Regions from separate parts of the Mus musculus genome. Here all the other regions are linked to region 1. The links are chromatin contacts, called in public HiCAR-type, HiChIP or PLAC-seq and promoter capture Hi-C maps. All regions are on one chromosome and are shown on one strand. Each heading gives the region's core, a stretch centred on a gene start, on an enhancer-like site or on the middle of the called end of the contact. The rest is flanking DNA. Distances are from core to core; before and after follow the strand shown. Region 1 holds the start of Gtf2f1 (general transcription factor IIF, polypeptide 1). Region 2 holds the start of Zfp119a (zinc finger protein 119a). Region 3 holds the start of Zfp119b (zinc finger protein 119b). Region 4 holds the start of Stap2 (signal transducing adaptor family member 2). Region 5 holds the start of Fsd1 (fibronectin type 3 and SPRY domain-containing protein).

The links. Promoter capture Hi-C pulls out the DNA fragments that hold promoters and counts their contacts. HiCAR-type assays count read pairs that join an accessible place to other places. HiChIP or PLAC-seq counts read pairs in DNA pulled down with a chosen protein or histone mark.
Region 2: a contact with region 1 is called in a promoter capture Hi-C map of liver, with 4 times the contacts expected there. The contact joins the promoter of Zfp119a here to the promoter of Gtf2f1 in region 1. A contact is called at or near these places in 4 of 39 promoter capture datasets (hippocampal neurons, liver and pre-B cells), 1 of 115 datasets of contacts at active chromatin or transcription factors (astrocytes) and 1 of 9 other capture datasets (adipose tissue).
Region 3: a contact with region 1 is called in a HiCAR-type map of astrocytes, with 4 times the contacts expected there. The contact joins the promoter of Zfp119b here to the promoter of Gtf2f1 in region 1. A contact is called at or near these places in 5 of 39 promoter capture datasets (embryonic stem cells, erythroid cells, hippocampal neurons and 2 more), 4 of 484 Hi-C or Micro-C datasets (B cells, double positive thymocytes, olfactory sensory neurons and 1 more), 2 of 115 datasets of contacts at active chromatin or transcription factors (astrocytes and microglia) and 1 of 9 other capture datasets (liver).
Region 4: a contact with region 1 is called in an HNF4G HiChIP or PLAC-seq map of pancreatic cancer cells. The contact joins the promoter of Stap2 here to the promoter of Gtf2f1 in region 1. A contact is called at or near these places in 2 of 39 promoter capture datasets (erythroid cells and liver), 2 of 115 datasets of contacts at active chromatin or transcription factors (embryonic stem cells and pancreatic cancer cells) and 1 of 9 other capture datasets (liver).
Region 5: a contact with region 1 is called in a promoter capture Hi-C map of hippocampal neurons, with 2.7 times the contacts expected there. The contact joins the promoter of Fsd1 here to the promoter of Gtf2f1 in region 1. A contact is called at or near these places in 3 of 39 promoter capture datasets (embryonic stem cells, hippocampal neurons and liver) and 1 of 9 other capture datasets (macrophages).

What each region holds. Positions count from the first base shown.
Region 1 is chr17:57,009,882-57,014,695 of GRCm38.p6, reverse strand. It overlaps Gtf2f1 (general transcription factor IIF, polypeptide 1), which reads left to right and starts at 3,408. Exons shown (of 13, transcript NM_133801.2): 1 at 3,408-3,587; 2 at 3,674-3,720. The coding sequence starts at 3,576. It also overlaps the pseudogene Gm17949.
Region 2 is chr17:55,876,826-55,882,076 of GRCm38.p6, reverse strand. It overlaps Zfp119a (zinc finger protein 119a), which reads left to right and starts at 3,124. Exons shown (of 4, transcript NM_144546.6): 1 at 3,124-3,217. The coding sequence starts at 3,215.
Region 3 is chr17:55,942,643-55,947,844 of GRCm38.p6, reverse strand. It overlaps Zfp119b (zinc finger protein 119b), which reads left to right and starts at 2,586. Exons shown (of 4, transcript NM_146249.4): 1 at 2,586-2,673. The coding sequence starts at 2,671.
Region 4 is chr17:56,005,351-56,010,725 of GRCm38.p6, reverse strand. It overlaps Stap2 (signal transducing adaptor family member 2), which reads left to right and starts at 2,590. Exons shown (of 14, transcript NM_145934.3): 1 at 2,590-3,309; 2 at 5,032-5,296. The coding sequence starts at 5,195. Mpnd (MPN domain containing) reads right to left here and starts at 1,525. Exons shown (of 13, transcript NM_026530.5): 1 at 1,470-1,525; 2 at 1,140-1,396; 3 at 213-449. The coding sequence starts at 1,476.
Region 5 is chr17:55,984,715-55,990,223 of GRCm38.p6, reverse strand. Fsd1 (fibronectin type 3 and SPRY domain-containing protein) reads right to left here and starts at 3,713. Exons shown (of 13, transcript NM_183178.2): 1 at 3,571-3,713; 2 at 2,386-2,481; 3 at 1,969-2,100; 4 at 1,449-1,550; 5 at 1-12. The coding sequence starts at 3,585.

The DNA.
Region 1 (4,814 bases), core at 2,159-4,658:
GGATAAGACAACAAGTTGTCACTGATCATGTCCAGAATCAAACCCTGGGAAGGAAAGGGCATGGACTCAGGATCCACCCCTCCAAAAAGGCCAGGGACTGTGAAGGCCATTCACTGTGGGCCTCTTGTAAGACAGGGAAACAGCACCCAGCATCCTAGTCATTGGCTGCCTCTCTGCTTGCATGCTTTTAAAAACAATTTGAAATCATTTCTGATTGTGTGTATGTCTATGTGTAGATATCTTCAGGTGCATGCAGGGGCCCCAGAGGCCATGTAGGACCCCCTGGAGCTGGATTTACAGGCCACTGAGAGCCACCTGAGAATTGAACCCATGTCTACAGAGCAGCTAGGTATCTGTAGCAGCTGAGCCACCTCCCCAGCAACTAGGCATGGAGCCCAAGCTGGCCCTGAATGGAGACTCCCCTGGTCTGCCTCCTGTGTGCTTGGCTCTTTTTCTTTCCTTTACCCCCAACCCCTTTACACTCATATACTGAGCACAAGGCCTCACAAAATGCTAGGCAAACCCTTGTTCTCTGAACTAGGCTCTCAGACTCCTCATACTTTATTTTAGAGAAAGAGTTTCACATAGCCAGGCTCATTGGAAACTTATACTGTCCTTAAACTCAGATATCTTGTCTCTGCCTCCTGAGTGTTGGGATGAACGGTCCAATGACCAAGTCCAATGACCTTGAACTGAACTTCCAATCTTCTTGCCTCCACCTTCCTGAGTGACAGGCTTGTCCTACTATGCCCATCAGATATTCTAAGACTCTACCAGTTTACATTACCTGATACACCATCAATCTAATTCTAGATAAATGTCTCTACTTTGCTGTGTAGGGGAGGAAGTATGTCCCTTCTCAGCAATTTGCTTCCTGGACATTTTCGGTAGGATCCACTGAATATGTGGGTGTGCAGTTTATGGGTACAGCAGCTGATTTGTTTAAGTAACTTATTTATAGGGTCTATGTTACCCAGGCTGACCTCAAATTCCCCATTCTCCTGCCTCAGCCTTCCAGGTCCAAGGATAACAGGTGTTTGTCACTTCATCTGGCTTTCTTTTTCCCTCTCTCCTTTCCTCTCTTCCTTTGTCACTCCCTCCCCCATGCCTGATATAGTCCCTGACATATCCCAGGCTAGAATCTTTTGTTTGTGGGGGAGGGCTAGTTTAAGACAGGGTTTCTGTGTGTCGCTGGCTGTCCTTGAACTCACTCTGTAGACCAGGCTGGCCTCAAACTCACAGAAATCCTTCTGCCTCTGCTTTCCCAAGTGCTGGGATAAAAGATGTGTGTCACCACTGCCTGGCTGGGCTAGACTCTTATTCGATCTAAAAAAAGGTTATTAGATCTCTTTTATCATTTATCTAGTTGGAGAAGGATGGCACATGTGCCATTCATTCACAGGAGTCAGTTCAGGGGTTGAATTCAGGCTGTGAGGCTTGGCCGCAAAATGTCTTCACCCAGTGTGCCATCTCTGGCCCGTAGCACAGACTGGCCTGTCTATGTAGTCAAGGGTGCCTTGCCCAGCATGCACCCAGTTTCTGCTGGGTATGGGACCCAGGACTTTGCGCATTCTAGGCCAGTGACCTTTTTTTTTTTTTTTTTTTTTTTGATTTGTGAGTGTTTGTTTACATGTATGTGTGAGTGTGTGCAAGACCAGAAGAGAGTACAGGAAACCCTGGAAATAGAGTTAACAGATAGTTGTGAGCTGTCATTTGGGTGCTGGGAAGCAAACCCAGCTTCTGGACAGGAGCAGCCAGTGTCCTTAACTCTTACATCACCACAACACTGTCAGATAAGAACAGGTTAGGGCTGCAAGGCAGTCACTGGGCCAGCAGACCCTGGCTTCCTGGGGACTCCGTCCAGCCATGAGTGACCCCATGAACTCCTGTGAACTCTCACCGTGGGTACCAGGAGTCCCTTCTGCATGATGTCCCGGATCTGCCGTCCCCTCTGGGTGCTTCTCTGAGCCTCCTCCCGCAGCAGCTGGCCCAGCTCCACATGGTAGAAGCCGTATTTCAGAGCCATGTTTCTGCACTGGGTCCCTTTCCCGCAGCCGGGCCCCCCCACCACGAAGATGATCAGGGGATACCTCAGGATATCTATGGTGTTCAGGGAAGAAAGATGGTACTAGTGCAAGTCTATAAGAAATCCTGGACTCACGTTGAAGCATCCCCCTGTGGGGATTTTCCTGAGCCATTTGCACAGACCTCCATGAAGTGCCTTAGTGACTCCATCACCCCATTTTACAGATAAAGAAGAGGGCCCTCAAACTCACCCAGTAGCACCCTGCTCCGCCCACCATGCGGTCCTTTCTATGCTGCCTGCTTGTGCCTCTAGTCACACAACCTCTGAGTTGGGATAAGACCTCTCTGCCCTTTCCTCTCCTCCGCAGTCAGCCCTCGTTCTTTGTCCCTTTCAGTTCACTTTGGTCTTCCTAGCCAGCCTCTGTAACTTAAGGCGCACTCCCTGAAGGCGGAGAAATGAATGCCTCCCCTACTAGACACATCTGTGGAGTCAGTTGTTTATGCAAAGACAGTCATGGAATCAGCCTATCTCATTCCTCTCAAGTTCAATGCCTGTGCCTCCCTTGCCCCTCTGCTTAACCAACTCCTTTGCATCCCGTAGGCTCCCTTTCTCTGATTTGTCCCCAGAGAATAGTACTTTCCATTTCCGACACTGGCTCCTCTACTCAAGTTATATGCCAAAGGCATCAACCAACAGTGAGGTGGGAGCATGCGCAGATGCGTTCCTTCCGTGCAGGGGTTGGTGTACACCCCCAGGTAGTGGGGATACTTGCCCATCTCCCCCTTTCGTTGGCCCATGTAAACCAACCACCCCACGTCGTTACCCTTCTCCTGGGGCCTCAAAGCTCTGCCCAGCTGGGGCAGCGTGGACTCGCACAGACCCATCCCGCCCGCAATGCCGGGGTACGCTGGGGCCCTGTCTCCACCCTGCACCGAGTCCCCGGCTCCGCTCTACGTCACAAGGGACTCATTTTGCAAGATCCTCGGGATCCCCATATCCCAGGACACAGAAAACTGAACCTCAGACCCGCCCCAGAAGAGCCGAAGAAGCCACCCCACAGAGTGGGCCTCGGTTGCCATGGCAACTCGGCCTCCGTTCCCGCTTCTTGGACACATTTACGCTTGCGCAAGAGGATCGAGTTCGCGTCTACCAGGAGACTCCATTTCCACCCTACCCAGGATGCTCCGCGGTGCCTGCGTCGTGACGTCACGACGGGCGTGTCTACACGTGACTTTTCCGTGGTATATAAACAGAGAACGCCGCCAAAAGGTGGCTTTCTCTCCGAAGCTGGTGATCTAGAGTAGTTACAGCGGCTGCGCTCTTCTCGGTGTGGCAGCTCAACTTCCGGGTCAGGCTCTAACGCATGCGCAGAGAGTTAGGTCTCTTTTTCTCGTCTTCCAGCATTCTCCGAGACTTAAGGATTTGGAAATCCAAAGCACAGCATCACACTAACGTGACAACCAGGAAAGGTGCCTTCCCTTTCCTGGAGCCGAGGGACACAACGAAGTTCATCCCGTCAGGCCGACCGGGAGCAGCTTGAGCAACGGCCATGGCGGCTCTAGTGAGTATGAATGAGGTGGGGACAGAGGTGTCGCAGAACAGACCCCGCGCCCTCTCCTCGCCTTACAGACCCCTGCTCTCTTGCAGGGCTCCAGCAGCCAGAATGTCACCGAGTACGTCGTCCGAGTCCCCAAGTAAGTCCCCGTCCACCCACACTCCAGAACCTCGGCCCTGTGTTCCCCTGCCACCCCGTCCAAGACACAGTAACAGTTACCCCTTGGTAGTTAATGTCAGGGGTCGGTGACTTTGCCCTGAGTCAGACGGGTCAGGTCAGACATGGTGACTGCCTTTAATCTCAGCACTTGGGAAGCAGATGTAAGAGAATTTCTGTGAGTTCGCAGCCAGCCAGGTCTGTATAGTGAGTTCCAGGACAGCCAGGGCTACATAGTCGGGTCCTGTCCCAAAATAAAAGAAAACCCCAAACTGGTCACAGGTGGTATACATCCTGTTTTTTTGTGCCAAGTGCCATGTCCCTCAACTTCTAACTTTATTTTAGGTGGGTACATGCTAGGCAAGTACTCCACCACCGAGCCACACCCAGCCCCCTCTTAAGTTTTGTTTATTTTGAAGACAAGAGTCTTACTGTGTAGTTCAGATGGTTTGATCAGGCTGGCTTTGAACCCACTCAGATCCATTAAGACCCTTGCCTGCCTGCCCTTCTTTCTACATAGGGGTCCTCCGCACTTTTGGTTCCTTTTTTCTTTTTTTCTCTTTTGGTTTTTCGAGACAGGGTTTCTCTGTGTAGCCCTGGCTGTCCTGGAACTCACCTTGTAGACCAGGCTGGCCTCGAACTCAGAAATCCACCTGCCTCTGCCTCCCAAGTGCTGGGATTAAAGGCATGTGCCAACTCTGCCTGGTGGTCCCTTTGTTTCTTGAAGATTTAATTTATTATCTATGTGTATGAATGTTCTCTCTTGTCTCTCCTCTCTCACTCTCGCTCTTGCTCTCGCTCTCACTCTTTCTGTATGTGATGCTGTAAGAGAGCCTAGTGTCTGTGGATCTTTATCTGATGGGGTTGGGTTGGATGAGATGGATCTTGATTCTTTAAAACAAAACAAAACAAAACCCCTGAAAAACTAGAGCGTGGTTCTCAACTTGCAGGTTGCCTAAGACCATCGGAAAACACAGATATTTACATGACCATTTATAGCTTACAGTTGTGAACTAAACAAAAATAATTTTATGATTGGGTCACCGCAGCATGAGGAGATGTATTAGAGGGTCAGAG
Region 2 (5,251 bases), core at 1,875-4,374, 1.1 Mb after region 1:
CTCGACAACACTGGAAATGGACAATTTTCTAGACAGATACCAGGTACCAAAGTTAAACCAGGATCAGATTAACGATCTAAACAGTCCCATAACCGCTAAAGAAATAAAAGAGGTCATTAATAGTCTCCCAACCAAAAAAAGCCCAGGACCAGATGAGTAGAGTGCAGAATTCTACCAGTCATTCAAAGAAGACATAATGCGAATATTTTTTTTATGGTTTTAGAGCTTTATTGTAGAAAAGGAGAGAGAGAGAGCGAGAGCGAGAGCGAGAGCGAGAGCGAGAGAGAGAGAGAGAGAGAGAGAGAGAAGGAGAAGAGGCAGAGGGCAGCCAGGCCACGTGGAGAGAGGGGAGAACGGAAGGGGAGAGAGGGAGCAAGAGGGCTAGAGCAAAAGCAAAAGAAGCAAGAGGCCAATATTCTTCAATCGATTCCACAAAATAGAAACAGAAGGAACATTACCCAATTCATTCTATTAAGCTACAATTATGTTTCCACCTAAACCACACAAAGACCCAACAAAGAAAGAGAACTTCAGACCAATCTCCCTTATGAACACTGATGCAAAAATACTCAACACAATTCTTGCCAACCAAATCCAAGAACATGCTTGTACTGGCTAGTTTTGTGTCAACCTGACACAGCTGGAGTTATCACAGAGAAAGGAGTTTCAGTTGGGGAAAATGCCTCCACGAGATCCAGATGTAAGGCATTTTCTCAATTAGTGATCAAGCGGGGAGGTCCCCTTGTAGGTGGTGCCACCTCTGGGCTGGTAGTCTTGGTTCTATAAAAGAGCAGGCTGAGCAAGCCAGGGGAAGCAAGCCAGTAAGGAACATCCCTCCATGGCTTCTGCATCAGCTCCTGCTTCCTGACCTGCTTGAGTTCCAGTCCTGACTTCCTTAAGTGATGAACAGCAATGTGGAAGTGTAAGCCGAATAAACCCTCTCCTCCCCAACTTGCTTCTTGGTCATGATATTTTGTCCAGGAATAGAAAACCTGACTAAGACAACGATCATTCACCACGGTCAAGTAGGTTTCATCCCAGGGATGCAGGGATGGTTCAATAATACGGAAATCCATCAATGTAATCTACTACATAAACAAACTGAGAAAGCATTTGACAAAATCCAACACCCCTTCATGATAAAAGTCTTGGAAAGATCAGGAATTCAAGGCCCATACCTAAACATAATAAAAGCAATACACAGCAAACCAATAGCCAACATCAAACTAAATGGAGAGAAACTTGAAGCAATCCCACTAAAATCAGGGACTAGACAAGGCTGCCCGCTCTCTCCTTACCTATTCAATAAAGTACTCGGAGTCCTAGCCAGAGAATTAGACAACAAAAGGAGATGAAAGGGATACAAGTTGGAAAGGAAGAAGTCAAAATATCACTATTTGCAGATGATAATGATATTACACTTAAGTGACCCCAAAAATTCTACCAGAGAACTCCTACAGCTGATAAACAACTCCAGCAAGGTGGCTGGATATAAAAGGAACTCAAACAAATCAGTAGCCTTCCTGTACTCAAATGATAAACAGGCTGAGAAAGAAATTAGGGAAATGACACCCTTCACAATAGTCACGGTACTATTACATACCTTAGTGTGACTCTAACCAAGCAAATGAAAGATCTGTATGACAAGAACTTCGAGTCCCTGAAGAAAGAAATGGAAGATCTCAGAAGATGGAATGATCTCCCATGCTCATGGATTGGCAGGATTAATATAGTAAAAATGGCCACCTTGCCCCATACAATCTACCGAGTCAATGTAATCCCCATCAAAATTCCAACTCAATTCTTCACACAGTTAGAAAGAGCAATTTGCAAATTCATCTGGAATAACAAAAAAAGTAAAACAAAACGAAACAGGATAATGAAAACTATTCTCAATGATAAAAGAAATTCTGGGGGAATTCACTATCCCTGACCTCAAGCTGTATTACAGAGCAATAGTGATAAAAACTGCATGGTATTGGTATAGAGACCGGCAGGTAGATCAATGGAACAGAATTGAAGACCCAGAAATGAACCCACACACCTATGGTCACTTGATCACACCCTGGTCACCTCCCCTTTGGGGGCCAGAATAGTTGGTGTTTGGGTTCATAGACCAAGCTGGTTTAAACTTTTTTTTTTTGGAGACAGGATTTCTTTGTGTATCCTCCCTGGCTGTCCTGGAATTACTAGGCTTAAACTTTTGATGTCCTGACTCCACTTCCCAAGTGCTGGCATAATGAGCCAGTGCAACCACTAAAGGCTGGGAATGTGTTAGTGTTTTGGCTACCAGTGTTTAGCTGAAAGAAGTGTGAGCAATTTAGATGAGTCTTTTTAAAAATGGATGATGCCTGGTGAATATCAACCAGGAGGTTTAAATTTGACCTGGATAGTCTGGATGCTCTTTTGGCTGTGAGGCAGGTGGATCACTCCACTTGAGGTTGTTTAGTGATCTGTGTATGCTAGAGACCTTGTGCCTAGATTAAGGAGCCTCCTGAGTGCAGCAGAGCAGGGACGACTGTGCAGTCCTGCTGTTAGGAAACATAATGGAGTGAGGTGAAGTAGCTTTGGCAGATCGAGCTGAAGTGTGTCCTGAGAAATTACGCCATGCATCTGGTGTAAAAAAGCTTTATTGGGGGGTGGGGGTTGGGGGACTGAGGTCCTGGCGAAGGGACAGAGGCAGAGAAGTGGGCATATGACAGGCAGAGAGAGAAAGGAGCGCACACCGGGAACAGAGAGACGGCCTGCCGAGTAGGGAGAGAGCTCCGGTGGCTGGTGGGTGGATACATTCATCCTGAAACAGACCGGGCGCGCCTGATGGCATCGGCAGGTGATGGCATCTGATGACAGAAGTCTCTGCTAGGTCCCCGAGAGTAGGCTTGTGGACCTGCCTGTACGCTAACAGGCGCAAGTTCTATGGCAATGCCTGTCTCTCCGCGTCTGAGACAGTTCTGTGCCTGAGCGGACACCAGGACTGGGAACCACTGTGCTGTGATACTTCACAGCCCTCGGTGACTAGGGGAGCTGTCACTCATTCCTTACTAGCCAATCACGGCCGCATGGATCCGCTAGCCAGAATGGGGAGAGCACTTCCGTTCCCTAATACTAAAGGTTCGGGCTCGGGTCTGAGGGAGGCTCTTGTGGTTCCGTGTCCTGGTCTGCCACCCGCTGCCGGGAGCTGTGAGGAGAGCGGGGCGAGCTCGGTCTCCACGCCATGGTGAGCGGGGCCGCCGTCCCCACGCGGGGAGGAGCCTTGGGAGACTGTGTGGGGTTCCTCCCGGGGTGCGGGAACCGGCGGTCAGACTCGCCGCCCGGCGTGATTGCGTTTGTTCACCTGAGGTCCCTGCACCTCCGGAGCGGAAGCCGGACGTCTGACTTCGATCCCGGGCTGCGCCTGCGCAGAGTGTGGGGCGCGGGTCCTGGAGTGAAAACATCCTTGTTGCTGACGTCACCATGCAGTGAGCGCCTCAGCTGCTTTTCCTGTGTCCAGGGAAGGCAGATGTGCTGACATGGAGAACCCTAGTTTCTCCGGTGTCTTCTACAAGTTCTGCACTTGGCACCTGAGGTTCTGATGTATGATCCGTCCGCAGTTAATTCTGTGCAGATGCAAAGTGTTTGCCATCGACACAGACTTGTAGATGCCTTGACCGTCCAGTAACGTGTGTTAGTAAGGCCAGGCTCACTGGGTTTCCTGGCCTCTTTCATCAACATTTACTCTATTTTAGTTGTGTGTTTTTTTTTCTTTTCTTTCTAAATTTTCTCTCATGTTCTGTTGATCTCTATTCTTTCCCAGGAAGTACTGTGCAGGCAGGTTTTCCCGGTTCTCTGAGAGAACTGGGTGGGGAGGGAAACAAGGGATAATAGCGAGCAATCAGAGAAAAGATACACACTTAAACCTGAGTTTGCAGGCCTCCAATTGTTTAATTTCTTCTTAGACAAGTTAGGGAAGGTTATTTTAAGGAAGCCTGTAACCCCTCTAGAGGAGTTAGTGTAGAGGAGTAAAGCTTTGTTCTCTTTATTTACTAAGACCAAACCTTCCTTGTTAGTTAGAAAAGACCTGTTCTGTCCCATAGTAAGGAGAAGTCTGCCTGCTCCTTCTGCTCTCTGCAGCTCTTTTTTTTTTCTCTTCCCTCTGCATTCTGTACATTGCTCTCATAGTTGTTTTTTTTTTTTTTTATGTTATCTATGGTTTCTAAGTTGTTCCACTCTGTATTCTCCTTCTAATCTTGCTCTCTCTTTCTGTTCAGATGTCACAAAAATGCTCTTATTCTCATTGCCTATATGATTTGATTTATGCCCCACAGGGTTGCCTTGGTCCAATCTTTCCTTCTTTGTAAAGGAAAAGTGTATTCTGAGCCCATGCATGTTGAGAAGTTATACTTTTTGTTTATTTTGATTTATAGAATTTGTATATTTTGAGTTTATATGATGTCAAAGTCAAGAGATTGCCCTTAGTATTCGACGAAACTTTAGACATTTAAACAGTGTTGGGACTGTGATATAATATGGAGATCTTTGAAATGAGAATAATTACATTTTGAATTATTGCTAGACTAGGAGCCTGTGATGGTTTGAATATGCTTGGCCCGTGGGAAGTGGCACTATTAGGAGGTTAGAGCCTCATCGGAAGAGGTGTGGCCTTGTTAGAGGAAGAGTGTGACTAAGAGGGTAGGCTTTACGGTCTGCTACAGCTCAAGCTTCACCCAGTGTAGAGAGCCTTTTCTTAGCTGCCTGTGGAAGAAAGTCTCCTGGTTGCAATTGGATCAAGGTTTAGAACTCTCAGCTCCTCTAGCGCCCTGTCTGCCTGCAGGCTGCCATGCTTTCTGCCATGATGATAATGGACTGGATCTCTGAAACTGTAAGTCAGCCCCAGTTAAATGTTTCATTTTATACAAATTGCTTTGGTTATGGTGTCTCTTCACAGCAACAAGACCCTGATTAAGAGAGAAGTTGGTACCAGGGACTAGGGTATTGCTGTGATAGGCCTAACCATACTTTTGTTTGGATGAATTCAAATTTTGGATCTTTGGGTTTGTAAACCTGCGGAGTACTTTAAGTGGAGCTTAATGGGCCATCCTAGCAGAAATATGGACGACATCAGTGCTGAGGGTGAATTGAATTCTGGTGGCCTGCCTGTCTCAAGAGCTTTCAAAGGGAAAGAACTTTCCTATGTTATCTAGAATTTGCTCTTGTGATATTTTGGTGAAGAATATGACTTCTTTTTTGCCCTTGTCTCAAGAGTCTGCCTGAG
Region 3 (5,202 bases), core at 1,337-3,836, 1.1 Mb after region 1:
GGAGATAGGAATTTCCGTGAAATACTCTTCAGTTGTAGGAAGTTGGTGGGAACTGTGAATGCTCTGCTTCCTAGTGTGACGCTGGCAGTGTGGTGAAGGTCTATTTTGAGCAGTGGTTGTACTAACACACAGCTAGCTATTCTGCCGGATTTTCTCTGTCTTGGTGATTTTTAAATTTTTTTTGTTTGTATTGATTTCTGTTTAAAAATTCTGAATTTGCTGGGCAGTGGTGGCACATGCCTTTAATCCCAGCACTTGGGAGACAGAGGCAGGTGGATTTCTGAGTTCAAGGCCAGCCTGGTCTACAAAGTGAGTTCCAGGACAGCCAGGGCTATACAGAGAAACCCTGTCTCGAAAACAAAACAAACAAAACAAAACAAAACAAAACAAAAATCTGAATCTGTGCCATTGAGACATGTGTGAGCAAACATACCATAGCACATATGTAAAGGTCAGAGGACAAGTTGGAGGAGTGGCTTCTCTCCTGTGTATTGACCTCAGGATATCACACTTGATTGCAAGTGTCCTTCCTTACTGAGCAAACTACCTGGTTCCTCTCACAGTATTCCCTTCTGATCCACCTATTTCAGTATGTTGGTTGTAGTAGCTCTACTTTCATTAAAAACAAACAAACAAACAAACAAACAAACAAACCAACAACAAAAAAACCCGGGCACTCATTCTAGAGCCCCTCCCATGTGTGGCCAGAATCCACTGAGCATAATAGAAAAGTTATTTTGAGGAAGGGTCTGGCTAAGTTAACCAAGTATTTTGTAAACACAGCCTGTAGTCATACCAGGCCTTAAACTTGTGATGCTTCGGACTCACCATTCCATGTGGTGGGATTCCAAGAACAGACCACCACTCTTGACTCTAAATGCATGTGAGAAATTAGCAATTTGTGTCGGCCTTTTTTCAAAAGGTAGTTTAGCTAAAGGTGTTTCAATTATGGTTTTAAAAAAAATCAACTTTTGGTGCCATTAGTAGTTTATTATTCCCTATCATGTAGCTGTCATCTCCAATCTCTCCTACTCTTTCTTTCTCAGCACTAGCTGTCCATGAATTGATTCTTGGGTTCCTATTTTCATATGTGTTTTTGTTTAGGTTGGAGGTGGGTCTTTGGGGAGCTAGGCCTATCCAAGGCTTTCTCAGATGCCCCGATGAAAGCACCAAGGGATCATTGCTTTTGTGACCTCTCCAAGAGCAGACTTGGGAAGGTCTGGTCTGGTGCTTGGGCAAGCATCTTGAAGGAGTCAAAGGAACCACGGTCTTCAGTTATCAGTCTCATGGGTATCAGTCTCATGGCCAGTGTGTGCTCACTATGAGGTATCTATCCTGTGTCCTTCTAGCCAACATTGCTAAATTATCTTTCTGCTGACTGTCTCATTCTCCACCTATAGTGTATCAGAGCTGTATATCATCTGAAAAAACTTGCTTAACATGAGCCATCATGTTATGCAAGACATAGTGACCCCAAACTTTCTATTTTTGTCTTCTCCTCCCAGGTTCTCACCCTGGTCACCTCCCCTTTGGGGGCCAGAATAGTTGGTGTTTGGGTTCATAGACCAAGCTGGTTTAAACTTTTTTTTTTTTTGTGAGACAGGATTGCTTTGTGTATCCCTCCCTGGCTGTCCTGGAACTACTCTTTATACTAGGCTTAAACTTTTGATGTCCTGACTCCATTTCCCAAGTGCTGGCATGATGAGCCAGTGCAACCACTAAAGGCTGGGAATGTGTGTTTTGGCTACCAGTGTTTAACTGAGAGAAGTGTGAGCAATTTAGATGAGTCTTTTTAAAAAATGGTTGATGCCCGGTGAATATCAACCAGGAGGTTTAAATTTGACCTGGATAGTCTGGGTGCCCTTTTGGCTGTGAGGCAGGTGGATCACTCCACTTGAGGTTGTTTAGTGATCTGTGTATGCTAGAGACCTTGTGCCTAGATTAAATAGCCTCCTGGGTGCAGCAGAGCAGGGACGACTGCAGTCCTGCTGTTAGGAAACATTATATAGTAAGGTGAAGTAGCTTTGGCAGATCGAGCCGAAGTGTGTCCTGAGAAATTACGCCATGCATCTGGTGTAAAAAAACTTTATTGGGGGTGGGGGTTGGGGGACTGAGGTCCTGGGGAAGGGACAGAGGCAGAGAAGTGGACATGACAGACAGAGAGAGAAAGAAGCGCACACGGGGAACAGAGAGACGGCCTGCTGAGTAGGGAGAGAGCTCCGGTGGCTTAGGTGGATACATTCATCCTGAAACAGACCGGGCGCGCCTGGTGGCATCAGCAAATGATGGCATCTGATGACAGAAGTCTCTGCTAGGTCCCCGAGAGTAGGTTTGTGGACCTGCCTGTACGCTAACAGGCGCAAGTTCTGTGGCGATATGTCCCTGTCTCTCCGCGTCTGGGACAGTTCTGTGCCTGAGCGGAGACCAGGACTGGGAACCACTGTGCTGTGACACTTCACAGCCCTCGGTGTCTAGGGGAGCTGTCACTCATTCCTCACTAGCCAATCACGGCCGCATGGATCCGCTAGCCAGAATGGGGAGAGCACTTCCGTTCCCTAATACTAAAGGTTCGGGCTCGGGTCTGAGGGAGGCTCTTGTGGTTCTGTGTCCTGGTCTGCCACCCGCTGCCGGGAGCTGTGAGGAGAGCGGGGCGAGCTCGGTCTCCACGCCATGGTGAGCGGGGCCGCCGTCCCCACGCGGGGAGGAGCCGCGGGAGACTGTGTTGGGTTCCTCCCGGGGTGCGGGAACCGGCGGTCAGACTCGCCGCCCGGCGTGATTGCGTTTGTTCACCTGAGGTCCCTGCACCTCCGGAGCGGAAGCGCGACGTCTGACTTCGATCCCGGGCTGCGCCTGCGCAGAGTGTGGGGCGCGGGTCCTGGAGTGAAAACATCCTTGTTGCTGACGTCACCATGCAGTGAGCGCCTCAGCTGCTTTTCCTGTGTCCAGGGAAGGCAGATATGCTGACATGGAGAACCCTAGTTTCTCCGGTGTCTTCTACAAGTTCTGCACTTGGCACTTGATGTTCAGGAGTAGGATCCGTCCGCAGTTAGCTCTGTGCAGATGCAAAGTGTTTGCCATCGACACAGACTTGTAGATGCCTTGACCGTCCAGTAACGTGTGTTAGTAAGGCCAGGCTCACTGGGTTTCCTGGTCTCTTTCATCAACATTTACTCTATTTTACTTGTGTATTTTTTTTTTTTTCTGTCTAAGTTTGTTCTCATGTTCTGTTGATCTCTATTCTTTCCCAGGAAGTACTGTGCAGGCAGGTTTTTCCGGTTCCCTGAGAGAACTGGGTGGGGAGGGAAACAAGGGATAATACAGAGAAAAGATACATACTTAGATCTGAGTTTGGTCAGGCAGTGGTGGCGCACGCCTTTAATCCCAGCACTTGGGAGGCAGAGGCAGGTGGATTTCTGAGTTCGAGGCCAGCCTGGTCTACAGAGTGAGGTCCAGGACAGCCAGGGCTACACAGAGAATCCCTGTCTTGAAAAAGCCAAAACCAAACCAAACAAAAGAACAACAACAAACAGAAAAAACATAACAAAAAACCCCTGAGTTTGCAGGCCTCCAATTGTTTAATCTCTACTTAGACAAGGTAAGGAAGGTTATATTAAGAAAACCTGTATCCCAGCCAAAGGAGTTGTCTCTTCCCTATTTGGAAGAAATATTTTCTATCTTTTGTCTATCTGTCTGCTTATTTTTTTTTCTTGCTGTTTATATTTTCTTTCTTTATTGCAGCTGTTTGAGGTTTTGATGTCAGGTTATCGCTGTGTTTAGTATATGTCCAGTTTTGTGTGTTGATTATTTTTTTCATTCTTGGTTACTTATTTTCATCAGTTTCCTTTGGTATCAAAAATGGTGACACTTTTTATTGGGCATTTGTTGAATTTATAGCTCAAATTCTGCATTGTGATATTTTAGCATACTAGCCAAGATGGCAGCATACTACACAGTTGCTTTCTACTCAAGGTTAGGTCATTTCCTGCTAAGGTGAGGCCATCTTCCATCTTCTCAAAGGTTAAATGTAAAGTGCTACAGCCTTTTCCTTAGAAATACCCTTTTACGAGGTTGGCATAAACATAGAAGGAGATGGTACCTATGTCATGGTCTAGGCAGGTAGACCTCCCCACAGTTATGGAATAGAAGATAGATGTCCATGGCCTCAAGCAGAGACAGTTGATTCCATCCTTGTCTTACCATATAGATTGTATTGTGGAAGGCACGCTTTGTCATCTACCTATTTTACCTTCTCAGTCCTCAGACTCAAAGTATTGCTTTGCCTCATGTTATTCCAATTGAGTATGATCTGAGCTGTGATCAGACAGATCTCCTTGTTGGCTGGAATGTAAGACTTCCACATTTCAACTAGTTAAATAGTTGAATCACATTGAAAGCCTTGATAACCTTGTGTTGCACGTCTGCACAGCTAGAAATGCAGCTCCCACACGGCATCATCTACAACAGTCACACTTTAAGCACGCGAGAGAGTGCCTTCATTGCTTCCTCCTGACCTCATCCAAGGTTTTCCAGGTTCCATGAGGGAATGGTGCAGGGAGGGAAACGAGGAATAATACCATGTACTCAGAAAAAAGATAAGGACTTAAGCTGCAGTTTGGGGGCCTCCAATTGTTTAATCTCTTCCTGGAGAGGCTAGGGAAGGTTATATTAAGGAAGCCTATAACCTACTGAGAGGAGCTGGTTCCTCACTGTTCGGATGAAATATTGTCTTTGTCTTTTTCTCATTTTCTTTTTTCTCTCTTTCCCCCTTTCTCTACTTCCTTTATTTTCTTTCACTTTTTTCCCTTCAGAGCTGCTTTCTACTTAGGTTATGTACCTGTCATGGTTTATATTAGCTCAACAGCCTCATGGTCCTATTTTTGGTTGCTTGGTCTTCAATTAGTAGAACTGTGTAAACTTAAGCAGTATGACCTATGGGAGAAGGTTTGTCTTATTTGTTCAGGTGTGTAATTCTAGGTGACTTTTTGAGGTTTCAAAAGACCAGAGCAAGGCAGGTGTTTCTTTCTGTTGTCTGCCTGTGTATCAGGATGTAACACTCAGCCCCATGCCTGCCTATCATGATGCTTCCTTTCAAGATGACAATGGACTATCACTATAATCACTCCCAAATGTATTCCATTATTAGAGTTGCCTTGGTCATATTGCACTTTCACAGCCATCGGACAGTCACTAAGACAGGTTGTT
Region 4 (5,375 bases), core at 1,341-3,840, 1.0 Mb after region 1:
GTATTCATGACCCCCACCTCCTTCAGGATCAAAGCCCAAGTCCTCCGGGCAGCCCAGGAGGCCCTCCTGGCCTTGCTTGCCCCTCCCTGCCTTCCTCCTTCCCGTGCTTCAGAATTCAGGCCGTCTTGCTGAATCACATCAGACTCTATCTTGCCCCACGGCCTTTGCAACCTCATCCCCACAGCGCAAGGTGGAAGGCACGTACTTCCTACCTCATCGGCCGTAGCTACAGGCATATGTAGCTGGTGCCGGCGAAGCCAGGCGGCCTTGTATTTGTCCAGCTTCTGGCCCTTGTACTTGACAGAGGCCCAGCCACAGCCAGATTTCTTGGCTGGGTTGACGAGCTTCTTGCAGTGTGTGGCCCAGGCGCTGGGTGAGTTGAAGACTTGTCCAGTTTCCTGCCACACGATCCTGCCATCCAGCTGCAGGTCCCCAGTAAACTTCCTGCCCTGCAGCGACAGAGGGGGCTGAAACACTTCAGTCCTAGTGATTCCTAACTCCTTTCTCCCTGAGGCTTGGCGTCCTTGTTCTTCTAAGGCTCCCAAGAGGTACTGTCACAGGAACTCCATCTTTCACACCAGTACTCCTGGCACTCCACACCCAGATGCACAACTTTAAAATTAAGTAATGGCAGCCAGAGCAGGCATAACGGCCCAGGCCTGTCAGCCCAACTACTGGGGAAGCTGAGGCAGGAAGCACACAACTTCAGAACCTGCTTGGAATACTTAATAAGACTGTTCTCAGAGGTAGAACTCCTGCCTAAAATTCCCAAGTGAGGGGTTGGTTGGGTGCAAGGTCAGGAATTGACCCCCTGCTTAGAATCCCGCAGTGAGGGGGCTGGGGGCATAGTCAGGGGTAAAGCTCCCTTCCATTCTTGGTATCACAAAGAGTTTTTTGGGCGATCATTTTAAATAACAGTACACAGTTTTGAAGCCATCATCTTCATAGAGAGCCTGGGAAGGAAGGCCTCATTTTACAGATGGGGAAGCCGCAATCACACAGATTGGTTGCCCGCGGACACACCCAGATGGCAGTGGTTATAGCTATGTGGCATTGTGATTAACACGGTTCCTCTGGGCTTCAGTTTCTCTTTATACGCTAGCAGTGGAGGACATGAACGGTCTCCGGGGGTCGCTCACCAGGTAGTAGATGGATAGCACCCCCTCACCGGGCTCCAGCAGCTCGTCTTTGAGCAGCACCCGAAGCGTGACCGCGCGCCTCGTGAGCGCGCCCCCTAGGGCCATCCCAGGCCCTGCCGTGCCGCCTCCGCTGCCACCGAGGCTGCCGCTGCGCCCTCCGCTACCCGTCCCGCGCTCGGGGTCCTCGGCCTCCGCGTCGTCCTCATCCTCCTCCGGCGCCTCCTCGGCCGTGGCCCCGGGAGACAGAGACTCGGGAGCTGCAGCGAAATAGCAACTGGCTGCAGAGGTCGCGTCCCGCTGCCCCGTCCCCGCCTGCGCGGACCATCCTACCTGCCATGGACGCTGTGTCCCGGCACAGCCTCCTCCGAGTGAACGGGCTCCTCCCCGCGCGGGGACACAGCAGTCTATTGGTTACTGAAAATGGGTGGGGAGGTTTGGCCCGCCGGGGGCGGAGGGGATACGGAGCGGTTGGGTTGTGCTTGCACTGGAGTTGGAGCGATCCGGTGCAATTTGGCGAAACTAAAGCTGGAGGTTGGGGGAGACCTGGAGAAGGAAACAGGCCCAGGACCTTCTCATTCAGGGACTAGAGATACCATACTCGAGGCCACCAGCTACTAGGTTGCAACTTTGATCCCTGAGCAGGAGTGGCTCAGCTTTCAGGAAAGAGATGGAAACCTTAGGTCTTGGGCCTGCCCACGCGCAGTTAAAGAAATGAGGGAAGACCTTGGGACACAAGGGAAACTGAAGCAGATGGTGAACTAGAGGGAAAAACAGACTCAGGACGCCGCCCCCCATCCCCTGCTCTCAGGGGGACTATACTCCCTTAGTGGGGCTGCATCCTGGAGCTCATGATTCCCTCAGCCTACAGCAGCGATGAAGGAAGCTGCTAGTGAGGCTAGTGCGCTAGCTAAAGGCAGAGCCCTTGATGGTTGGGAGCAGGGAAGAAACAGGTTTGTAAGAAATGTAGAGCCGCTTTAGGAAAGCAGCTGCGCGTTATAGCTGGATCGAAAGGTCTGAGCCTGGCCAGCTTTAGCCTTTCTAGGGTTAACTCAGCCCAATGGCAGTTCTCATCAGCCAATCACCAGGTGCCTCCAGCATCCAATCAGCGACAAGGGATGGTTCCCACTCAGCCAATCGGCGTTCACGTGTAATCAGCGAGCGGGAAGGGGCGGTGTTACTAGGCGCCCAAGGCCCTGGGCCTTTGTTCTCATCCTGATTTGTCCTTCATCACAGATTACCCCAACCCAGGGAGGTCTGAAAATCCGGGTGGCCTCAAACTGGGGAAAGAGGCAGGATGCTCTGGAAAGGTCTGAGTAATGAGAATCATTCTTTTTTTTTTTTAAGATTTGTTTATTTATTTATTATATGTAAGTACACTGTAGCTGTCCTCAGACACTCCAGAAGAGGGAGTCAGATCTCGTTATGGATGGTTGTGAGCCACCATGTGGTTGCTGGGATTTGAACTCCTGACCTTCGGAAGAACAGTCGGGTGCTCTTACCCACTGAGCCATCTCACCAGTCCGAGAACCACTCTTCCCTTAGCCCAGGCCACCAGACTTTGGGCTCCATAGTTTACCGCTTCCAAGTCCCGGCACAATATGCAGGTCTAACCATCTTGTAAACAGGCAAAGCCTTGAGAGAGGCTCCAAGTTCTGCTCACTGGACGTTTTCATCCTGTTTATCTTCCACCTCGATCCAAAAGGGACTTTTCTATGATGTAACTACTGCCACATCCTATCCTTGCGCTACAACAGTCCTTGGCTCCCGGCTAATTTTTCTTTTCCTTCCTTCCACTTGCAGTGATCCTCCTGCTCAGCCCCCTCCTGCTTACGTCATAGGCTTGCATCCCCACACCTAGCTCCCCTGTGGCCTTTGACACTTTGAAGCAACTACTGTGGCTTGACAATGTACAGAAACCTAAAGATAACATTGGTTGAAGATAAAGGAAGGTTGTGCCACTCACAGCCACTATCTGGGTCCCCATCTCCACCCTTTTACCTGTGTAAAGTCCAGGTGCCCTAGCTGGGAACTGAAGAAAATGAGTTCACAATCTGTTCTGCCTTTGCCTTTTGAAAATAGCATCTCGCAGGGCAGTGGTGGCCTGTGATCCTAGCACTTGGGAGGCAGAAGCCGGTGGATTTCTAAATTCAACGCCAGCCTGGTCTACAGAGTGAGTTCCAGGACAGCCAGGGCAATTCAGAGAAATCCTGTCTTGAACCTCCGCCACCCCCCACCCCCCCATCCCCAAAATAGCATCTCAGGCAGACCGCACTAGACTCAAGTTACTATGTAACTACGGCTGCTCCGGTCTCTTCCTCCCAAGTTCTGGGAAAACCCAAATGTACTACCACGCCTGGCCAAATTTACAATTACACACTGATCAATTGTACTGGAATTGACCTTAGAGCCTTGTCCTAGCCAGGAGCCAGGTACACTACCACCACAAGCCAGGCGCCCAGGCCCTCTCAAGACCGTTCTTAGTGGGGGGCCTGGGGGCGTGGTCAGGGCAGAACCTCAGCGCAGAATCACACTGGGAAGGGCTGTGTGTAACCGATAGAGCACTTACTCAGGTTGTGCAAAGGGCTTGAGTTGCTTCTACAGCGACAAGGGGAAAAAAAAAAAAAAAGTAGAAAGCTAAAGAAATAAACTGACTTGGTTTGCGGTTTGTTATAAAATTTCAAAGTACCAAAAGCAGTGAACGTCAGGCCTGCTGTCCCGCACCTGTCTGTCATTTCAGCACTTGAGAGGCTGAGGCAGTTAAAAATCAGCTTGGGGGGCTGGTGAGATGGCTCAGCGGTTAAGAGCACTGACTGTTCTTCCAGAGGTCCCGAGTTCAAATCCCAGCAACCACATGGTGGCTCACAACCATCTGTAATGAGATCTGAAGACAACTACAGTGTACTTACATATAATAGATAGATAAAATCTTTTTTAAAAAATCACTTGGGCTATGTATCGAGAGTCAAAAAACAAAAATCAAAACCACCACCACAGGGCTGGAGAGATGGCTCAATGGTTAAGAGCACTGGTTGCTCTTCCAAAGATCCCAAGTTCAATTCCCAGCAACCACATGGTGGCTCACAAGCATCTGTAATGGGATCCGACGCCCTCTTCTGGTGTGTCTGAGACAGTGAGTGTACACACACACACACACACACACACATAAATAAATAAATATTTTTTAAAAAACCCACTACCAAAACAAAAACCTAGACATGGTGGTGCACACCAGACATAGCAACACTCAGGAGACAGGAGGTTCAGATGTTCATTCTAAGCTACTTAACTGGAGGCCAGCAGGGCTACAGGAGACCATGTCTCAATGAAGCAAAAGAAAGAAAACTAAAATTAAATAACGGAAGTACTTAGATGTGAGTGTGATAAGGGCACTCTGGATACACAGGCTGGGAATGATATCAGTGTAGGGGTTGGTGATGTGTCCTAGTGGGAAAGGGCTCTTGGCACCAAACCTGATAACCTGAATTTAATCCCTGGGACCTACAAACTGTCCTCTGACCTCCACACCCATACACTCAGTAAATGTAACCAAAAAAATAAATTAATTGATCTATATATTGAGTGTGTTCAAACAGAAGAGTGCTGAGAAAGCCCCTCCCTCCCTCCCTCCCTCCCTCCCTCCCTGACTGACTGTAGGCTACTATTGTCATAGGTGTCAGCAAAGTGGGTTCCCGTGTCGTTCCCGTGTTTTTCCGCTCCCGAAAAAAAAAAAAAAAAAAAGAAAAAAGTGTATCAATGATACAGAGAAACTTACTGCTGCGGTCATTCCACCTGCCAAGCATTCCAGATCTTGCAATTATGCTTCTACTGTGATTTCCCTGGGTTGGTTTTTTGGCCGTGCTCCCTAACAGGTCTCTGTCTTTGCTTGGGACAGGAGCCCAGAACTACCGGGATTTCCGCAGGATCCAGCCCCCGCCCAGAACTGCTAGAGAGGGAGGTGACAGCTGACTGAGTTGAGGAAACTCCCCAGGAACCTGTTTATCCACTTCCTGGCCAGACTGAGGCTCCTACTGAAAGGACAGGGACCCAGGCTGGCCATGGCCACAGCCCTGAGTCCACCCCGGGGTCCCAAGCTCAAAGGTGCTCCACCTTCACACTACTACGAGAGCTTCCTAGAGAAAAAGGGACCCTGTGACCAGGTATGAAGAGCGAGCGGGGAGCTAGCAGTGTCGCTGTCCTGGGAAACTGCAAGAGCCTCTCTGAACCGAGGTCACCTCA
Region 5 (5,509 bases), core at 2,464-4,963, 1.0 Mb after region 1:
TTCCTTGGCGGCCTAGAAAAGGACAGAGCAGAAATCAAAGGTGCATGTCACCCAGATCTGTGCCACTACACAGGCAGGGAGACTGAGGCACAACAGGTGGTATTTGGAAAAGATGTATGCCAGGAGGCAGAAGCTGAACTGACCTCTTGCAGGCTGTGTGTCAGAGAGACAGACTAAGGCAGCCCCTCCCCACCCTACCTCCCACTCTGTCCCCAGTGCACGCAACAGGCACAATTACTTATTTATTTATTTATTTTTTTGTTTCGTTTTCGTTTTTTTTTTTTTTTTCCAGGCAGAATCTCTGTGTAGCCCTGGCTGACCCAGAACTCATTCTGTAGCCCAGGCTAGCCTCAAACTCAAGAGATCCACCTATCTCTGCCTCCTGAGTGCTGGGACTAAAGGAGTGTGCTACCACTGCCTGGCTTTATTTTCAGTTTTTAAAATTACATTTAGTTCTCTGTGTGCATACATTATGGAGGTCAAAGGACAACCTCTGCAAGTTACTCCTCTCTTTTCACCATCTGGGGTCTGGGGATTAAACTCAGGTCACCTGGCTTGCCTGCAAGCATCTTTCTCCTTCGAGTCACCTCACCAGCTCCAAGTCACACATTTAACAAACCAAAATATAGGTGGCCAAGCTTAATAGGAATCTCAGGAAAAAAAAGTAACTAACATTTCACAGTAAAAACCCATTCTGAGGGCTGGAGAGATGGCTCAGTGGTTAAGAGCACTGACTGCTCTGCTAGAGGTCCTGAGTTCAATTTCCAGCAACCACCTGGTGGCTCACAACCATCTGTAATGAGATCTGGTGCCCTCTTCTAGTGTGTGACTGAAGACAGCTGCAGTGTGCTCATACAAATAATTAATAAATAAATCTTAAAAAAAAACATTCTGAGTAGTGTTGACACACCACTGGGTGGCATGAAATGACGCTAGTAATGTATTAATTGAGCCAACATACTTTGCTTTTGTAACGGAGTGTCATGTAGACCAGACTGGCCTGGAACTCACTACATAGTTGAGGCAGGCTCTGAACTCCTGATCATCCTCCTAACTGCTGGGGTGATAGGTGTCTGCTATTGCATGGCCTATACAGTGGTGGTGCATGAGTCTGGTGCATGCTGGGTAGGCACTCTACTTGCTGCATCCAAGTCCGGTCCCTCACGGAACAGTCTCAGAGACATACATAGGCTTCACACTGAGCAGAGGCACTGTCTAAATAAAATGACGTGGGGTCTGGTGAGAGGGCTCAGAGAGTAAAGGTATTTGCTGCTAAGCTTGATAGACCTGAGGTTGATCCACAGACTCACATGAAGGCAAGGCAGGATTGCTGTGGACTGCATACATCCCTCCCCCGAGACAAACAAATACATGTGATAAAAATGAACAAAACCAGACATGGCACATGTGACCCAGGGGCCCTGGGGATCCCACTCACTGACACCCACCTGACTGAAGTCCTCGCTGTCTGAAGCCTGCAGGGTCTGGTTGGCTGTTTCCAGGAGCTCCTCGGAGCTCTCCAGGGCTCGTGTGCAGGCAGCTAGCTGGTTCTGCGGGCAGTACAACGACACAGACAAGTCCCTCAACCACCACAAACCCACCCAGAGCTCTGACACCCTCTGGGACCCGCAGCCCAACAGGGCTTCAGGTAGGAGGAGCTTACTGGAGTCTTAAGTTCTGAGCCTGGGTCACATCCAAGTCCCCCAGGCTGTCCTCATACCACAGATGGGAATGAGGTTTGAGTACAATCTGAGAGACCACAGCTGGGATTCGGAGAGTTCATGAAAGCCATGGAAGGTATTTGAGGGGAAGTGTTACCCTGGTTCTGGGGGGACCAATGGGAAGGACTGGGAAATACAGGGAGGTGGTGGTGATGCAGGTGTTTTGGGGGAAGGGCTGGGCCCTGGCTGGCAAGGGTTAGGAGGGCACCAAAGGCTCTGGAGACAGGGTATGTGTATGTGGTTGCACCTGCAGCTCGTAGGTGCGGCTGGCCCTGTCCTGTTTGATCTTCATCAGCATGGACTCTTTCAGCTCCTCCAGAACCGACGTGAGGGACTGGAACTCGGCTTCCAGATCCTCCTGGACTTTGGCTGAGTTTGCCTGCAATGGAGAGAGGCTACCATGAGGCTAGAGCAGTAATGCATGTTTTAGCCCCAGCCCTGGGGAGGCAGAGGCAGGTGAATCTCTTTGAGTTCCAAGCTAGCCTGCTCTATAGAGCAAGTCTTGAGCCAGCAAGGGCTGCAGAGAGAAACCCCATCTCACAAAAGAAAAGGCAAGGGCTATGCAGACGGGGAAACCAAGGTGTGGAGAGTCCCCAGCAGACAGAGGGGTGCCTCCTGGCCTCTCCCCTGCACCCACATCTGCAGACAGGAGCAGACTGTTCACCTCTACATTCAGCAACATCTGCTTCAGGGAGTAGATGAAGGTCTGCGTCTCCTCATTCTTCATGGCCAGGGTAGTGATGATTTTTCTTAGCGCCTCCTGGGGGACAGAAGGAACATGGGGCAGCAGGTTGGGGGAGCGCTGTCCTCCAGGAATACAGGTCTGATGTGAGGCTGTGAGATTCCCATAGTAGAGAAGAAAACTGGAGCCCACAGAGCCTCTCAGGGACAGACTTTGAGCACTGAGCTTATTTGGTTTTGACTTTGGGTGTGTGTGTGTGTGTGTGTGTGTGTGTGTGTGCACATATGTATGCATGCACATGCATGTGGAGGCCAGGGGTCAATGTTGGCTGTCTTCCTCTCTCAATGTCCACCTATTACTTGAGTATGGTTTCTCAGTGAGCCTGGTCTAGGCCAGCTGCCATCGAGCCCCAGGGATCCTCCTGTGTCCGTGTCCCTAGGGCTGGGGCTGTAGTGTATGCAGCTACACACTAAACTAGCTTCCTACGTGGGCGTTGGGAACTTGAACTCAGGTTCTCACATTTGCATAGCAAACACTTTACCCACTGAGACACCTCCACAGCTCCTTGTTCAGTTTTGGAGACAGAGTCTCACTGTGTAGCCTAGGCTAGTCTTGAACTAACATCTACCTCTTGCCTCTACCTCTAGAGGATAGGACACAGGAGTGTACCACCAGCAACCCAGGCCAGTAGGTGCATCTTTAAAGCTGAAGGTGAGCTGCACCGAGAGAGTAGTCTGGGCAAGGCGAGTCCCAGAGTCCAACTGAGTATATGGAGAAACAAACTTCTCCTGGGAGAGGCGTGATAGGCAGGGGTCCGCCTGGGAAGTGGACGGGTTTCACTTGGGCAGCTGGAAGGTCTTGCTTGTGAAGGACTGGGCAAGGAGAGGAGGATCCTCTGGGAAAGCAGGTGGAGGACACCAGAAGCCGGTTCCCACCCAGGGTGGTGGGGCTGGGCCCTGCGTAGCTTGGGTTGGTGACCTGTGGGGTGGATTAGGATCCCAGGCTAGGATGACGAGATGCTGAGGGAGGGCAGGAGCGGGGAGGAGAGGTAGGGGGTCTGCGTGTTAACAGGAGCCGCTGTGCGGGCGGCCCGTGCGGGGGGAGGGGCGCTGCGGCATCACCTGGTCCCCTCCCTGTTCCCAATCCCTGCATTTCTCCAGGTCCTACCCTCTGGTCTTCCATAGTTGCAGCCCCCTGTTGCCTTGGCCTGGCCGCGGGTCCCCTTCAGCTGGTTCTCCAAACCCTTAAAGTTCCTTGGACGCAGACAGCAGCCAACTAGCCTTCCGTGCCCTCGCCGCCTCCGCCGCCGCGCCCCCTGCTCAGCGCTCCATCACTACATGTACTACGCATGCGCGAGCGACCGGCGCTGCTTGGGAAATGTAGTTGTCTTCCTCCGGAGCTTGGGTTATCCCAGTGTAATACTGGGAGGGATGAGGAAGCCCTCAGGCGGAAGGCAGGATATCTGAGTTTGGCCTCTTATCCTGTCTTGTGAACTCAGGACTATCCCTTACTCACCTCAGATTGATCCGGTTTGCTATTCAAATTGGCACCCAGGGTGCCCACCCTTTCCTACCCTGAGAGCTGTCCTTCGGTGGCCCACATGCTTGCCACTTACTGCTTGTACAACCAACCAGAATAGAGCCATTATGGTCGCACAGTGAGACAAGGTCCTATACATCCCCCAAAGCCTCAGATTGTATCTTCCCCTAGAAACCTTTCTACCAGCCCTTGCTCTTCAGGGCTAGACATATTTATCTAAAGAGTTCATCTGCTATTAGCCCGGCAAAGGCTGAGGCAGAGTTTCTCAACCACATTGGGGTCAAATGACTTCTTCACAGGGATCGCCTAAGACCCTTGGAAAACAAAAATATTTACGTTATGATTCATAACAGTAGCAAAATTATGGGTATGAAGTAGCAATGAAAAATTTTATGGGTGGGGGGTCACCACAACATGAGGGACTATATTAAAGGGTTCAAGCATTAGGAAGGTTGAGGACCACCAGCCTGGGGCTTCATCAACCCCAGGGTCTTTAAACACTGCCCTCCCCCCACTCCTAAGAAAATAGGTCATGGTTGTGATTGGGTATGAGACAACTCTCTTGGTCAACTATTACAGTATTGGCCACTGACCCCAGAGTGGGGCTGAGGCTGGAAGTTGACTGTGAGAACCACTCACCACTCAAAGCCTCCGCTTCTGCCCAGACCTTGCAGGTGGCCATGAGAACCTGTAAGAGGCAGACTTGGCCTGGACAGGTTAAGACCACTTCATTCACAGAGAGGTCCTAACCTTCCAGCGGGAATGAAGATGGCATAATTGGCTGGGGATGTCTGTGCACTCACTGCCCACCAGGAGTTACAGCTGCCCTTATGGTTTGACTGAGAACAGGGTGACTTGATTTTCCTACCAGAGGAGGTCTCTCTCTCTAAAGCCCAGACTGGCCTGCAACTCAAGAGACTCCCTGCCTCTGCTTCCCGAGTGCTGGGATTAAAGGTGTGCGCACCACACCCGGCACAATGGCAACAGCGGTGACACTGATGGTTATTACCTGTGTGACCCCAAAGTTACCACAGAATTCTGCTGACATGGCCTAGCCCCATGCCCAGAACTGCAGACTGCAACAAGGGAAAGACTTGAGACCCCGGAACTTAGACAGGGGATTCCTAACTTATGTTGCCCAGGCTGGCCTTATACTCCACGTGTAGCCAAGGCTACCCTGTGTGAAGGTATTAGATTCCTTAGAACTGGAGTTATGGATAGTTGTGAGCTGCCATGTGGGTGCTGGGAGTTGAACCAGGTCCTCTGGAAGAGCAAACAGTGCTCTTTAGTGCTGAGCCATCTCTCCAGCCTTACCCTGGAAGTCTTGATCCTCCTGCCTTTACTGTGTTGGGATAACAGGTGTGCCCCACCATGTTTGTGTTAGGGGGTGCTAGAGTTGGAACCCAGGCCTTGTGTGCTCTGGAAGAGTGCCCACCCCACTGAGCCCTGGGCTCTCATCTCTCACCACCCCTCTGTCTCACACTCTGCCCTTGCTTTTCCTCTGCATCCTTTGTATATTTCTGTAGAATCTTCAAAGAGGTTTCCATTTCCACCACCCCAGTCTCTA